3 separate regions of the Sus scrofa genome follow, and all the other regions are linked to region 1. Evidence: chromatin contacts called from public Hi-C data. All regions are on one chromosome and are shown on one strand. The core of a region is the stretch at or near the end of the contact, and the rest is flanking DNA. Distances in the headings are between cores, read along the strand shown.

Region 1 (4,447 bases), core at 1,069-3,568:
GGGGTCAGTTATCTTTGGACAGGAGGTAAGTTAATCCTCAAATAATTGGGAAAGTATCAATAAGCATTTCTTCCCAGGACTAAATTGTCTGCTTTTCTCCCCAAACTTCCAAAATCTTTCTTTCTCATCTGAAGAGAAGTTTCCTCTGCTTAGTCATACTTTTTGTTTCCCCATAACCATGGCTCTCACATGGCTTGGCTTCCTGGCACCACAGCCCGGGTCAGCTGACTCCAACATCTTAGATCCATCACTCACTATAGACACTGCCAATCTCTTCCTCTTTTAGTTCCGATGGTCCAGTCAACTCAGGTGGGTGGGGCTGGGTCAGAAAAGAGTCATGCGATACCCCCATCAAGTTCTACCGTTATTATCGGGATTTATGAACAGGTTCCTAGGGAAAGGATTCTGTAGGTGATGGAGCAGCTACCCCAAAACATATCTGCTACATTTCCCTTTCTATCTTAAGTTCCTCTGGATTCTATCGTCTTCTAAGGTACCACCAGTCTTCATAAGCATACTTATTCTTCTGATGTTTCAGGGAAAAAAAAAAAAATTCAAATCTGTCCCTTAGTTAAAAAATAGGAAGAACAGTTGCATGGTTTTCTGACTGTAGGGTGCAGTTAAAAAAAAATCAGTAGCCAGCAACTGGGGTGCATTTAGGTCCTAGATGCTCCTCCCATTGATTTCTGGATGGATATATTCCTCTTGAAATTCAAGGGAAGGGGGAATCTTAAAATTTGGAAACTAGAAGGAATCTTATGGGATTATCTAATCTGTTCTCTGCATTTAACAGTAAAAGATACTGACATCAAGCCTTAGGTCCCAGGGCTGATTAGAGGTAGAGCCAGTAGAATATTTCTCCTAAACAAACGTTTGTGATTTTGATTACATCATCTCAGTGTAGCCGATAGAGAATCTGAGAATCAGAGATAGTGCTTGTGATAATGCAGCATAAAGTAGTGTCTAAATGTAAAATTTTATTTTAAGATAAGAACACGGAATGGGTAGGAAAGACAGAGATCTGCACAGTGTGTGAAGAGACAGGAAACAACCTATAAATGCCCCAATTCTTGTTCCCTAAAATTTGCATATGAACAAAAGATCATGAAAATTGATCAGAACTCTTGTCACTGGCACAGAATTGCATTGCATCAGAAAATGGAGATTAGGACGTTCCCATTGCCAGATGGTATAGGAATGTGGCTGGATGTTGACTCTAATTGAAGACAGCCTGCCTTCCAAGGTGGGCGCTATCACTTAATAAAGTTGTGTAATTTAGGCAAGTTTGTACCACTTCCTAAATGGCCCTGGGTCAAGTAGTAGCACAAACTCCACAGAGTCACTCTCAGGATTGAAACAGCTAATATTTGAGAAATTCTTAGAACAGTGTCTGGCACATAGTAAACATGTAAGTGCTAACCTGTCATCATTACTTGCATTTCTCCAGTGGGAGGACTAAAAGCTATTATTTTGGAGTAATCTCCATTTCAAATCCCATGGGCTAGATTAGAGATATCAGTTGGTTTAGCGAGGAATTAGAGATGGAAAGGGAAGATTTCTTTCGGGGCGGCTCTATCTTTATCCTTCTAAGTCGTAGGAAATTCATAAAGCGGGCGTTTGTTATTTGCATTGCACAGACCAGAAAACTGGCTAGAGAAGGTAGAACTCTGGGCCAGAACTACACGTTGAGTAAGGAGTGGGTCACGGTAAAACTGGTCTCAGTTTAAAGGGAGTAAAGGAACATCTTCTCCCAGTAGACTTCTGGACTTGAAAAGTTCTCACTTTTCCGGGGGTGCCTAGAAAAAAGGGTGAGGGCCCTGCAGGAGAGGACCCACATTGCTCTCGAAGCCCAGGCGCTACAACTTGGCTCAGTGGCCTCTTTCTGCGTCACCCACGCCTCGCTAAGAGCACCAGCTTCACTTTGCAGGAGATCCAGGCTCGACCTTTCCGTTGGGGAGGCCGATGTGGCCTCTCTCGGCCTCCCTTTCCCGATCCTCCCTCAGGGTATCTGACTCCTCTGTGCAAGTCTTAAAGAGTTTAATTACTTAATTGATTTGCAAACTACACTTTGGAGTCAAAGAACTGAGAAGGGAAAGCACCGGGAACTTTAAGCAACGCGCAGGAGCACAGGGCCCGCGAATGGCTCCAGCCTCGGGAGCCCTGGCAGTTCAGCCCTCACGCGCGACGCCGGCCTGAATCCAGCCACCCACCTCCCGTTCCGGAGGAGGCGTGGCCCGCACGCGCCGCCATCTTGATCGCCTCTCTAGGCGCTCTGTTTACTACTCTATGGTCGCCCGCTCCCGCCCCGCCCCTCCCCAGTCATTGTCTGGAGGAGCAGCCGCGGCCGCAGCGCCTTCTCTTTATAAGCCCGCAGTGCCCGGATGTGAATGGATTACAATGTATCTTTCAGGGAAACCTATTATTATCAATGTGACTCCACAGGGGAGTCAATGGTGATGATGATGAGGAGGAGGAGGATGATGATGATGAGACACCTCTAAACTTGGAACAAGTTTAAGACTTTATAAGAGGAGAAGAAAAAAAAGCACCACCAAGACTTGTTTGAGGAAAAATCATAACTATCCTGTATTGCTATTTTTTATAAACAATAAGAAAAAGTTGTCGGATTTTTTTTTTTAATGATTTCTTTTTGGGGGGAGGGAATTTTGTTGCAGTTTTATGGTGGAAAATGCAAAAACCAGAGCCAGGTGCATAATCTTGTATTTTGTGGATATCCCTGGAGCAGAACTGAGTACCAGTTAAAATACTTTTTTGGGGGATACACATGTGAGATACTAAGTACTTGCAGAAGATTTTTGTCTCTCTTTTTAAAGTCACTTTCCTTGGAATATTGTGAGAATATTTGTGGCCATTTAAGGTAACGTTACAATTTGCTGTCAGAGTAAACTGTTTGTAATTGAATTTAATTTTTAAAATGTAGATCCCAGTGTTTAATTAAAACAAAAGGAACGACCTATTAAATAATTGCCAATGAGAAAAAGTGTGTGCATGCATTCTGTGTATGTACTCGCACCTCTAGCAATAACAGGGTTTATAAAGTGTGTGTTTTAACCCATGTTAAAATAGCGTATGTTGGATATACTTGATAAAGCACGTTTGTTATTATGAAACGATAGATTTGTGCAGCTTAATTTTAATCCTAAAAAGTGATGTGAAAAAAAGTATGTTTTAAGAGCATGCAGGGCCTGTAATGGTAAATGTTGAATTAAAAACTTAAAGTGCTGGCGAACGAGGGCTTAGCGTGCCTAGGAACTCAAGTGTAAAAACAAAACAACACCAACCCTCAAAAATTGTCTTTTATTTATTTATTTATTTTTTGGCGAAGTTAGCAGTTATACTATTCTGTGACTTTACAGGGAGGGGAAAGAAAGTATGTAATTTAGGTTTCGCCCCCAACGCAGAAGTACCGACATGAAAATCTCCCCAGCAAAATGTGGCTTGGTTTATATCTAGAAAAAGAAAAATATTGTTCCTCTTGGCAAAGTCTTTTTGCATCACGTGTATTTGCAGCCTAGTATAAACTTGCTTTGCCGTGTGTGTGGATGTGTGAGTGAGAGGGAACGAGAGTCAGAGAAAGAAAGAAGTGAGGGGATGTAAACTCGAATAAATTTCAAAGTGCCTCCGATGGATGAAACGGGCAAAAACTGAACTGTTCAGGCTTCAGATTGTAACTGACGATCTGAGGGAAAATGAGGTGCTCGATGAAATTTCGTTTGTATTTTTTTTTTTTTTTTCTTTTGCGAGGCGGGGGAGGTGTTGAGATTTTTTTTTTTCCCCTCGGGGGGGTGGGGGTGCATCCCATCCACTCCGACCCGAGCGAGCCGCGTCTCCCCGCCGGAGCCCCCCCACCCATTTCTTTGCTGAACTTGCAATTCCGTGCGCCTCGGCGTGTTTCCCCCTCCCCCCCTTCCCTCGTCCCCTCCCCTCCCCGGAGAAGAGAGTTGGTGTTAAGAGTCAGGGATCTTGGCTGTGTGTCTGCGGATCTGTAGTGGCGGCGGCGGCGGCGGCGGCGGGGAAGGAGCAGGAGCGGGCGCGGGCGCAGGCGGAGGAGGTGGTGGCGGTGGAGGCAGTGGTTAGACATGAACGCCGCCTCGGCGCCGGCGGTGCACGGAGAGCCCCTTCTCGCGCGCGGGCGGTAGGTACCGGCGCCGGCAGGGCTCGGCGGGGCCGGTGCGCGGGGCTGCGCGGGGCTCGGGCTCGGCGGCCCCGCACGCGGCTCCGCGCCTACCGAGCCGCGGGCTCCCGGCTCCTGGCGCTCCCGGCTCCCGGCGCTCCCACTGGAGACACCCCTTCCCCTCCCGCGCCTCTTCCCTCCCCCTCATGTCTAACCCCCCCTGGCCCCCCCTCCCCGGTAATGACACTTGGAAGGACCGACGACTTTGCCAGGGGCCTGACTTTAATTTTTACAACCCTTTCTTTCACAAAT
Region 2 (4,447 bases), core at 1,214-3,713, 930 kb before region 1:
ATAGTTAAGAGTAAAGCATACCCCTTTGACTGAAAAGATATAGCGCCACCTAGGGACAACAATGGGAAATAGCATCCAATTTTCAAATTCAACGGCAGACAGCTAGAAAGGGTTTAGAAATGAAGCAGGATTGCCTTACATAAATTAAATATTTTTGTCCTCAAACTTTAACAATAAAACAAGGCTTATCACCTGAAATCATTTTTTAAAATAAATTACCCAAGTAGAGTCAAAGTGGTATAGTATAAAATTACACGAGTTCTCTACTCCTTCAGGTTTAAGGTAACAATAAGCTGTTAAGTGCTGTTACTATGTAGAATGTGGAGGTAGGTGTGATTTTGCTAAGTTAACAGGGATTTTATGTGGTTTATGTGATTTATCAATATATCTGCGTCCCTAGACTTCTTCAGATACAAATTTAGTTTTTAAAGAGGTATATTACAGAAAAATTTATGGGAATTTTTTTGCAGAATAAAAATTCTTTCTTCATTAAATTCTTGCTCTTGGAGTTCCTGTTGTGGCTCAGTGGGTTAAGAACTCGACTAGTATCCATGAGGATGTGGGTTTGATTCTTGGCCTTGCTCACTAGGTTAAGGATTCGGCATTGCTGCAAGCTGTTCATGCAGGTGGAAGATGCGGCTTGGATGTGGCCTTGCTGTGGCTGTGGTGTAGGCTGGTGGCCACAGCTGTGATTCAACCCCTAGCCTGGGAACTTCCATACACCGCAGGCCCTAAAAAGACGGGGGAAAAAAAATTCTTGCTCCTCAAAAACGGGCTTTTCTTTTTCTTTTTTACAAAAGCACTAAATTTAAAGAAAAAAATAGGATCAGAGACTGTATAGTTATTCCCCAATGTCTGCCCAACAAATACTCATATATAAATGAGACTGGAAAACTGTATCTCTCTTTTCTATCCTAAGACTACTTTGAAATGATTAGAATCAAATTGAAGAAATGAAAAAAGCCGGAAGAGTGAAGTATTTGCATTATCCTAAACTCCTTCCTCTGCCTCCTCATCAAATTAGTCTGACTGGTCACTCAACCCTGTGGTTTTTACCTTCCAACTGTTTCTCAAATATATCATTTGACAGCATCTCCCCTGTAACTCAGTTCCTGGATTACCACAATAACCTCTTAAACTGGTTTTACTGCCTTCCATTTTTTTCATTGTTATCTCTGGGTTTTTTCTAAAGACATTTTTAACCACAAAATTGTCCTGCAGTGAACTACTCTATTGCCTTCATGTTAAAATACAAATGTTTGAGTTCTCTGGTGGTCTAGTGATTTAGGATTTGGCACTTTCACCACTCTGGAACCCAGGTTCAGTCCCTGGTCTGGGAACTGAGATCCCACGTCCAGCTGCTGCATGCCAAGACCCCAAAAAAATAAAAAATAAATATAAAACAATACGGATTCCTTAGCTAGTCATCATCTGACCTTCACCTTCCTCTTCAATTTCATCATCCAACTAACACCAATGGTAAATCAATTGATTTTTCACCTTGCCTAATATTTAAAAGATCATGCTGGTGTTGCACTGCCTTAACTTGAACGCTAGCTTGACTTCGTACTAGGTCTGTATACTTTGGAAAATTAGGATTGCTGTGAGGATTAAATGAGCTAATATACATAGCTTGTATCTTGTCAGGCACATGATTTGTTAACTATTAACTTTACAATTATCATCATCAGCTCTCTCAACCCATGCATTTGCAGTGCTGCCGCCTGAGGTACCCAGTCATCTCTTACCTTCTGGCTATGCTCTTCTTCTCTATCAAGACTCTGTTCAGGGATCACATCGCCTGGCAAATTTACTTCGCCCCGTCCTCCTATCTCATTTGTCACCACAGTTTACATAAATTTTTGTGTTGCCGTAACTGTCGTTTGTGTCTATGACCAGATTGTGAGTTCCTAAAGGAAGGATGGTGCTTTCATATTTTTAGGTAAAAGTAAAAGACAGGTGCATAATATTTTCTGGATGACTTCCCAGAGGGCGCCTCAAAGTAGCGAGATTCGTAAATAAACTTTCCTAAAGTCTACTTTGTCTAGTGTTACGACTTGTCCCGAATATGAGTCGGGACTACACCCAAAGTATTCCAGAGGAAACTTAAGACCTTACTCAACTAGCCAAGAACCCCGGAGGAAAAAAGAATTCTTTTCTCAACTTTCCACCTTAGGAAACTCTTCTGGTAAAAACCACGGGTCTTGGAACCACGGAGGAATACCTTGAGGTCCAATGTGCGCCTGCGCTTGCAAAGGCTTCTCTTCCGCGCCTGCGCCACGCCAGCCAGTGAGGGGCTCCTCAGTCGAGAGTGGGGCCACGGGTCGTGCTTTAGGATTGGGCACTGGGAGCCAAAACGAATGGCACGGAAATGACGTCCAGGTGCGCCAGCGCCGCCGGCCCCGCCGCGCGGTGGCTGCTGGGTGCCGCAAGCCTTCCCTTTCCTCGCCTCTCGTTTCCCCCCTCCCATCCCGTTTCCTCGGCCGCTCCGCTCCCTGGCGTGACTCGGCACTGAGAGCCCCGGGAGAAGACGCCACGGTCGCCACCTCCTGTGTCCAGGCCTCGGCCTTCCTGAGTCTACCCCCGTCCCCTCCCGGGTCGTCTTCTCCTTCAGTTTTGAAACCGGTGGCGTCGCGGCCACCTTGCCAGGCTCTCTGAGAATGGTAGGTGTAAAGCCGGTCGGGAGTGACCCGGATTTCCAGCCGGAGCTGAGCGGCGCGGGCTCCAGACTCGCTGTGGTCAAATTCACCATGCGAGGGTAAGGCTGGGCGTAAGCCCGGGGAGCCCCCGTCTGTCCGTGGTTTTATTTCACTCTTTGGGACCCCACCTGCTTTGCGGCCTCCTGCCCCGGAATGTCCGGCGCTGGCCGCAGCCCCAGGCCGCTGCCAAGATAGGCCTCAGTTCCTGGGTGTGAACCCCCGTGTGTACGCCGGGGAGTCTCTAGCGGGCTTGGAAGCCTGGCCGGACGCGTTCCCCAGCCGGAGAGATCCCTGCCCGCTCCTTTTGAGTCCTCGGTTGAGCTCAGCTCTTGGGGGTGGCTCGGTTCTATTCCTCTTGACTGTGGGAGTCTCCTACAGCCTCTCCTACAGCTTGCACCAGTACCCTTCTTTTCCGGGATCCAGCTGTCATTTGCATCTTAGAAACCCTAAAAATTTGATTTACAGGGTGTTTTGATTCTCTTCACCACCTATATTTTTGGAAAATTCGGCTACCTAACTAATCCGTATAGTGCTTAGACTTAAAGCTCAGCTAGTGCGTTTTAAATTGTTAATGTTGAGTTAGGATGCTTTTGAATTTCCAGAATATTTTTGTTGTTCTTTTGATCAGCAATTTTGTAACTTAGGCTAGCTTATGTAAGCAGTTACGTCTGATCATGGAAACTAATAGGCACGTGTACAGTACAGGTAGATAGGTGTGCAGACATTGGATTTGACCAAGTAAACTCCATTTTTGACTTGGTGGTTTAAGAGGATAGGGAACTTGAAGGTTTTTATCTGGCTTTGGTAAATCTCAACATAATTTATAGGTTGCAAAGCCGGTGGATTTTCCATGTTGGGGGTGTAATGTGTTCCTTCGTGAAGGTGACATACTGAAACTAAGGTATCAGGACCAAGGTTTCAGCGAGTTTATGTATTTACTGACCTCCCCTTGGTCGTGCCCAGTTAGAGGGCTTGGAAGTCTCCACTTGATTTACCTTGACTTCCTGCTGTTGTTTACACTTAGGCTAACTTTGACAAATCTACTACAGGTATCATTATGTAACACATTTTGTTGTCCAAGTAACTATATAAATATAATGCAGTGTTTTGAGGCTCCGAGCAAAAAGTGATTAAAATGTATTGAACATGATTTAGTAAATGCTAAATATCTCAATGATAGCATTAGGATTAGATGGTTTTAGAGAATGAAGGGATGCTGATAGAGAATAAGTTATAATTGCTTTTGGACCAGTCTCGCACAGAATTGGAGAGGGGCAGTACATTAGATTTAAAAGTTTAGCTTCCCAGTTATGTTGATTTTATAACATCTGTATTCTTAATATGAGGGAATACCTATACTATACATTTTGTTAAGTCTTAGGCCAGAGTTGGAAAAAGGAAGAGATGATTTTAACAATGAATCTCATTTTTAGTTCACTTTTCTGATTCTGGGGACATTTATACTTCTGTGCCTCAGTGATACCTTTCTTTTTCCCTTAACATAGCAGGGGGAGAGATGACAGGATAATATCTATTTGGAGTGAGAAAAGTTACTACCATCCAACTTGAGGCCAAGAACATAGTTTTCCCAATCACCTATTTCTTCATTTCCTTTCCATCCCTACTTTAAGCCTTATTTCTTATTCTCACTTTCAATGCTGTATCCATTCTACTAATTTTACTAAAATACTATACAGGTTGTTTCTCTTCTGGTTTAAGAATCTTCAGTGGCTCTCCAGTATTATTTT
Region 3 (4,447 bases), core at 1,370-3,869, 880 kb before region 1:
AATTACTTTCCTGTTTACCAGAACCCAGTGAGCAGACTCGGTTGGAATTTTGCCTTTATTATCAGGACAGGGATGTATTGCCATCTTACAAGGTGCACCGTCGGGAGAGAGCCACAGTTCTGATTCCGCCTATGCTCACTGCAAAGCAGCAGTCTGCCAGCGTGTCAGAGCTGGCACAGCGGCTCCCCCATGCCCGGGAATCCGGTGCTGAGCAGGGATTAGAATGCCAGCATCTGATGCACGGGGTTGCTTCCTGCTCCCCCTTGGAGTCCTGACAAGAAATGACCTTGTTCAATCCTGCTGAGCTTCCTAGATTTACTGGGCTTATAGCAACACATGGGAAGGAGATTATGTTTATTTTTAAAACACACAAAAAAATGCAACCTTCCCAAGGCCTTTGCGGTGCTTGTGTGCAACAACACAAGTGCACACACACATGCAATGTATGTATAATCACTTCTAATTAACTTCAGCTCTTCCTGCAAAACTAAGTGTGAAGTCTTAAAGACTTGTCAGCTTCTCTGCCTGTGAAATTTATCTACTTCTAATTGTGAATAACAATACATTCAAGGTTAGCTATAAATGACTCAGATTTCACAGGAATCCAGTCTAAAAACCACATTTGAAGATGAATTCATTTCTGCAAAACATTTTTATAGTATGTTTCCAGATCAAAATGCAATTATTTATGCTTATCCAAAATGCCCTTTTTTTCCCCTCGAGGATTTTTTTTTCAAAATCTAAAAAATTAAATTTCATCAATTTTAAAATAAGCCCAGATATAAAACATATAAAGCAGGAAAGATGCCTAAAACAAAGATGAGTATATTATTATAGAGGATGGGAAAATATATTCAGTTTACACTTTTACAACTATAAATATTCAAAGAGCAGATGTTAACTAAGGTTAGGAATGTCCCCCACCTTGTCAGCAGCTCTGAGTACTCTGAGCACTTCCAGACCTCACCACTAGATGTCAGGAACAGCCCGATGAAATATACTAACCCATCCCTCCTAAGTAGAGTGGGTTACAGAACCTTTTAAAGTTTTTCCTGATTCTGTAGTTAATTTGGATAGGAAGTAATTTCCTTCGGGGGTTTGTGTCAAAATATTCACTGTGGGTTAATTTTAAGTAAGATATTAGAAACTATTAGAAAATGTGATCTGTTATCAAATCTGGGAAATGATCCTTTTAAAGCTCCAGGAATGTCTCCAGGGAAATCTTATGCCACGTGGAGCTGCACTGAAAACTGCCCTGTACTAAGGTTAGCTCCCGCCACAGCCACGCCAGAACTGAGCTCATCTGCGACCTACACCACAGCTCACGGCAACGAGACCAGGGATCAAACTCGCAACCTCATGGTTCCTAGTCGGATTCATTTACGCTGCTCCACTTCGGGAACTACTCCTTGCCTTTTGAAATAGGAATGGGCATGTCACCTGTGCAGTCACCAAGAATTCATGCAATTATGCAAGGATTTTGCATAAAACTAGGCCAGTGAAAGAAACAGTAAAGGAGGAGGGCCTTGCTGATCAGCTGAGAAGTTTTGACTTGAGACTTTGAGATCAACCCATTGAAGTAATTGCAGAAGACTAGATGTGATGAGTTGAAGTTTAGAAAGAGAGAATTCGATTCAATATAAGGAAGAACTTCCTAAAAATAAAGTAGCCCACCATCTAAACACAGCGCCTTAGAGAAACAGTGAGGTCCTCATCCCTGGAAAGATTTAAGGATCGACAGAGATCCTTAGGGGCCCAGAGAGAATCTCTATTTGTGGTGGCACGTGGGATTAAGTGGCCTCCAAGAGTGTCAGAGCCACAGGTCCACACTCAGTGATGTCCATCATTTAACCAGCAAGAAAGCAGCAGGAAAAAAGTTGAGAATGTGTGCATAGGTAAAAGAAATAAATGTTCGCAGTACCTAATCAAGGAAAATTGGGTTTTTGAAGCCCCATAGGGGAATGGTGATGGTTGTGCCTGTTTGTGGGACTCTGCCTGGGAAATACCGGCAAGAAGGAACTATTCAACTTTTGTGCTGCCAGCCTCTGATTCCCCTGTCTTCTTCATCCCTTGTCCTCTTTTAACCAAAAGTTGATCTTTTCTCATTTTAGGACCACACCTGAGGCGAATGGAAGTTCCCAGGCTAGGGGTCAAATCGCAGGCCTACACCACAGCCACAGCAACACAAGATCCAAGCCCCACCTGCAATCCAGCTTGCAGCAACGCCGTATCCTTAACCCACTGAGCGAGGCTAGGGATTGAACCTGCATCATCATGGGTACTAGTCAGGTTCTTGACCTGCTGAGCCACAATGGGAACTCTGCAAAAGCTGATCTTGACTCAGTCTTTAAAAAGTAAATCTTGGGGTAATTTAAGTGGCAATCCTCCCAATAGGTTGCATTTTATTAGGGAACAATGTCTGTGGGCTAAACTAGAAGAATAAAAGTTAGTCTGGGGTTGGAAGGCCTCAGCTGGCCTGAAGGGGAGGAAATAAGCCCTTGTTTGACCTTGTAACAGTTGCCTTTTCTGCCAAGAGGATAAGCCCCAGAGTATGGCTGGCCCTTGAAGTATATCACATGAACTCCGGAGATTGATAAAAAACAAAACAGAGTATTTCCACATATTCTTGGCTCTCGGAAGCAAAAAAGAACTACAGCTGAGATATAACTTAAGCCCACCCAAGACCTTGCAATATAGTGTATTACCCTAATGTAAATCAAGAGCGTGACTTAACTGTCTATCCAAATGCTCTCAGTAAAATCAGGTTTTATAACATCTTTCTAAATTCTGAGTTTGGTAAAGCATCACTGGTTAGACTATCACATGGATTTGAAATTTCCTTCTTATGCCAAGAGTGAAAAAGATTTACTCATGCTGGCATTTTCTAGTTGTGCGAAAGAGTTAAATGTTGGAGTGTTTACCTGGATTCTTGATCAGGCGTTAAATGAAATCCTTTCTCCTTCATCCCTCAAGGACAAGGATCACTCATAGTCTCATAGATGCTCAGAGCGGGAGTGATCCAAAAGGACCATTTAGTCCAATATCTTAATTCCACAGATGAGGAAACTGAGACCTGGGGTGACTTGTTCTGACTAGCAGCTCACTGTCCCCCCACCCACTGTCTCCTCCCCAGAGGATGTCTGCTGGAGGGCAGAGAAACACCTGCCCTCCCCGAGGCACACACCTTCTCCTGTCTCTCCAGGGAATCATGTACAGGGATGCCTGGGTGGGAATGGAAGTGTGATCTTTTGTCAGCCTCTAACTCAGTGGTTTTACTCTTTTACCATAAAGGAATGAATATCTTTTTTTTTTTTTTTTGGCGTTTTAGGGCCGCACCTGTGACATATGCAAGTTCCCAGGCTAGGGGGCTAGGGGTCGAATCGGAGCTGCAGCTGCCAGCCTACACCACAACCACAGCAACATGGGTTCTGAGCCGCGTCTGCAACCTACACCACAGCTCATGGCAATGCTGGATCCCTGACCCACTGAGAGAGGCCAGAGATTGAACCTGCATCCTCATGGATACTAGTCGGATTCATTTCTGCTGCCCCATAAGGGGAACTCCAGAATGAATATCTTAATGACTCCCATTGCGGGGCCTGCGCTTTGAAAAATTAGGTCTACAAAGCAAATACCATTTGTTAAGTATTTATTTTCCTACTTAAAAAACCTTCAAGACAGGCATTGCTATCAACACAATCTTCTGTTCAGCTTAGAAAGCCAGGGTGATGCAAGCCCAGCTCACTGCAAAGAAACTCAGTCTTTAACCTGAGCAACCTTTCAACTGGTTTCCTTTAGGAGTATTGATATGTAGGAACCAGGAGAGGACTTCCCAAGCTCTGGAAGCTGAGGTTCAATGCTGCCCCCAAGGACACTCAATAGATTCCTTGGCCTTGGCTTCATAAATTGCGCTCTCCGAGTTAGCTGCGGTTCATCCTGGGACAGGTGTGAGGTGAGGGCCTGAGCCGAGCCCCATCCTCCTGCACCTGGATTGCAGCAGTGGCTCCTCACTGACTCCCTGCTCCCATCCTGCCCCACTCCCCTAGAGACTATGTTCAATGGAGCAGCTGGTAACGTCATTTAACACTCCACTGATCCAAACTCTGCCGTGGTTGTGCATTTCACCTGAGCAAAAGCAAAGTCCTGACAATAATTCACAAGTGCCACCCCCCGCCCCCACAATCGGGCTTCTGCCCCTGTCCTTCCCCCCTGTCTCCCTGTTCCTGTCTTCAACTTGCTGGGCTGCGTCATACTGGCCAACCTGCTATTTCTCAATTATTTCAGGAGTGTTTCAACTCTAGCTTTGGAGTCTGCTCTGGCTGCTCCCTAGAACCCTCTTCTCCCAGCTCTCTCACCCCCTTGGTGTTAACTCAGATGCCAACTTCTCACTGCCCTCTTCCTGGCCACACCATCTAAAACAGCCACGCTCCTGTCCCCAACGCAAACT

The links. Hi-C and Micro-C count contacts between places; a contact is called where the count stands out from the background.
Region 2: a contact with region 1 is called in a Hi-C map of skeletal muscle, with 8 times the contacts expected there. The contact joins the promoter of TXNL1 here to the promoter of TCF4 in region 1. A contact is called at or near these places in 1 of 5 promoter capture datasets (fetal skeletal muscle) and 1 of 47 Hi-C or Micro-C datasets (skeletal muscle).
Region 3: a contact with region 1 is called in a Hi-C map of fetal skeletal muscle, with 4 times the contacts expected there. The contact joins the enhancer-like site here to the promoter of TCF4 in region 1. A contact is called at or near these places in 1 of 5 promoter capture datasets (fetal skeletal muscle), 7 of 47 Hi-C or Micro-C datasets (embryonic fibroblasts, fetal heart ventricle, fetal skeletal muscle and 4 more) and 1 of 2 datasets of contacts at active chromatin or transcription factors (skeletal muscle).

The regions. Positions count from the first base shown.
Region 1 is chr1:105,077,790-105,082,236 of Sscrofa11.1, reverse strand. TCF4 (transcription factor 4) reads left to right here and starts at 2,318. Exons shown (of 20, transcript XM_021093491.1): 1 at 2,318-2,878.
Region 2 is chr1:106,011,363-106,015,809 of Sscrofa11.1, reverse strand. TXNL1 (thioredoxin like 1) reads left to right here and starts at 2,463. Exons shown (of 8, transcript NM_001244276.1): 1 at 2,463-2,758. The coding sequence starts at 2,661.
Region 3 is chr1:105,953,858-105,958,304 of Sscrofa11.1, reverse strand. No RefSeq gene overlaps it. Among named protein-coding and RNA genes, the nearest start is that of TXNL1, 57 kb to the left of the region's middle. Within about 2 kb of position 2,619, at least 1 of the 83 cell types and tissues checked has an H3K27ac peak or open chromatin away from gene starts, as enhancers often do. A contact at or near this core is called in fetal skeletal muscle, where this site is marked.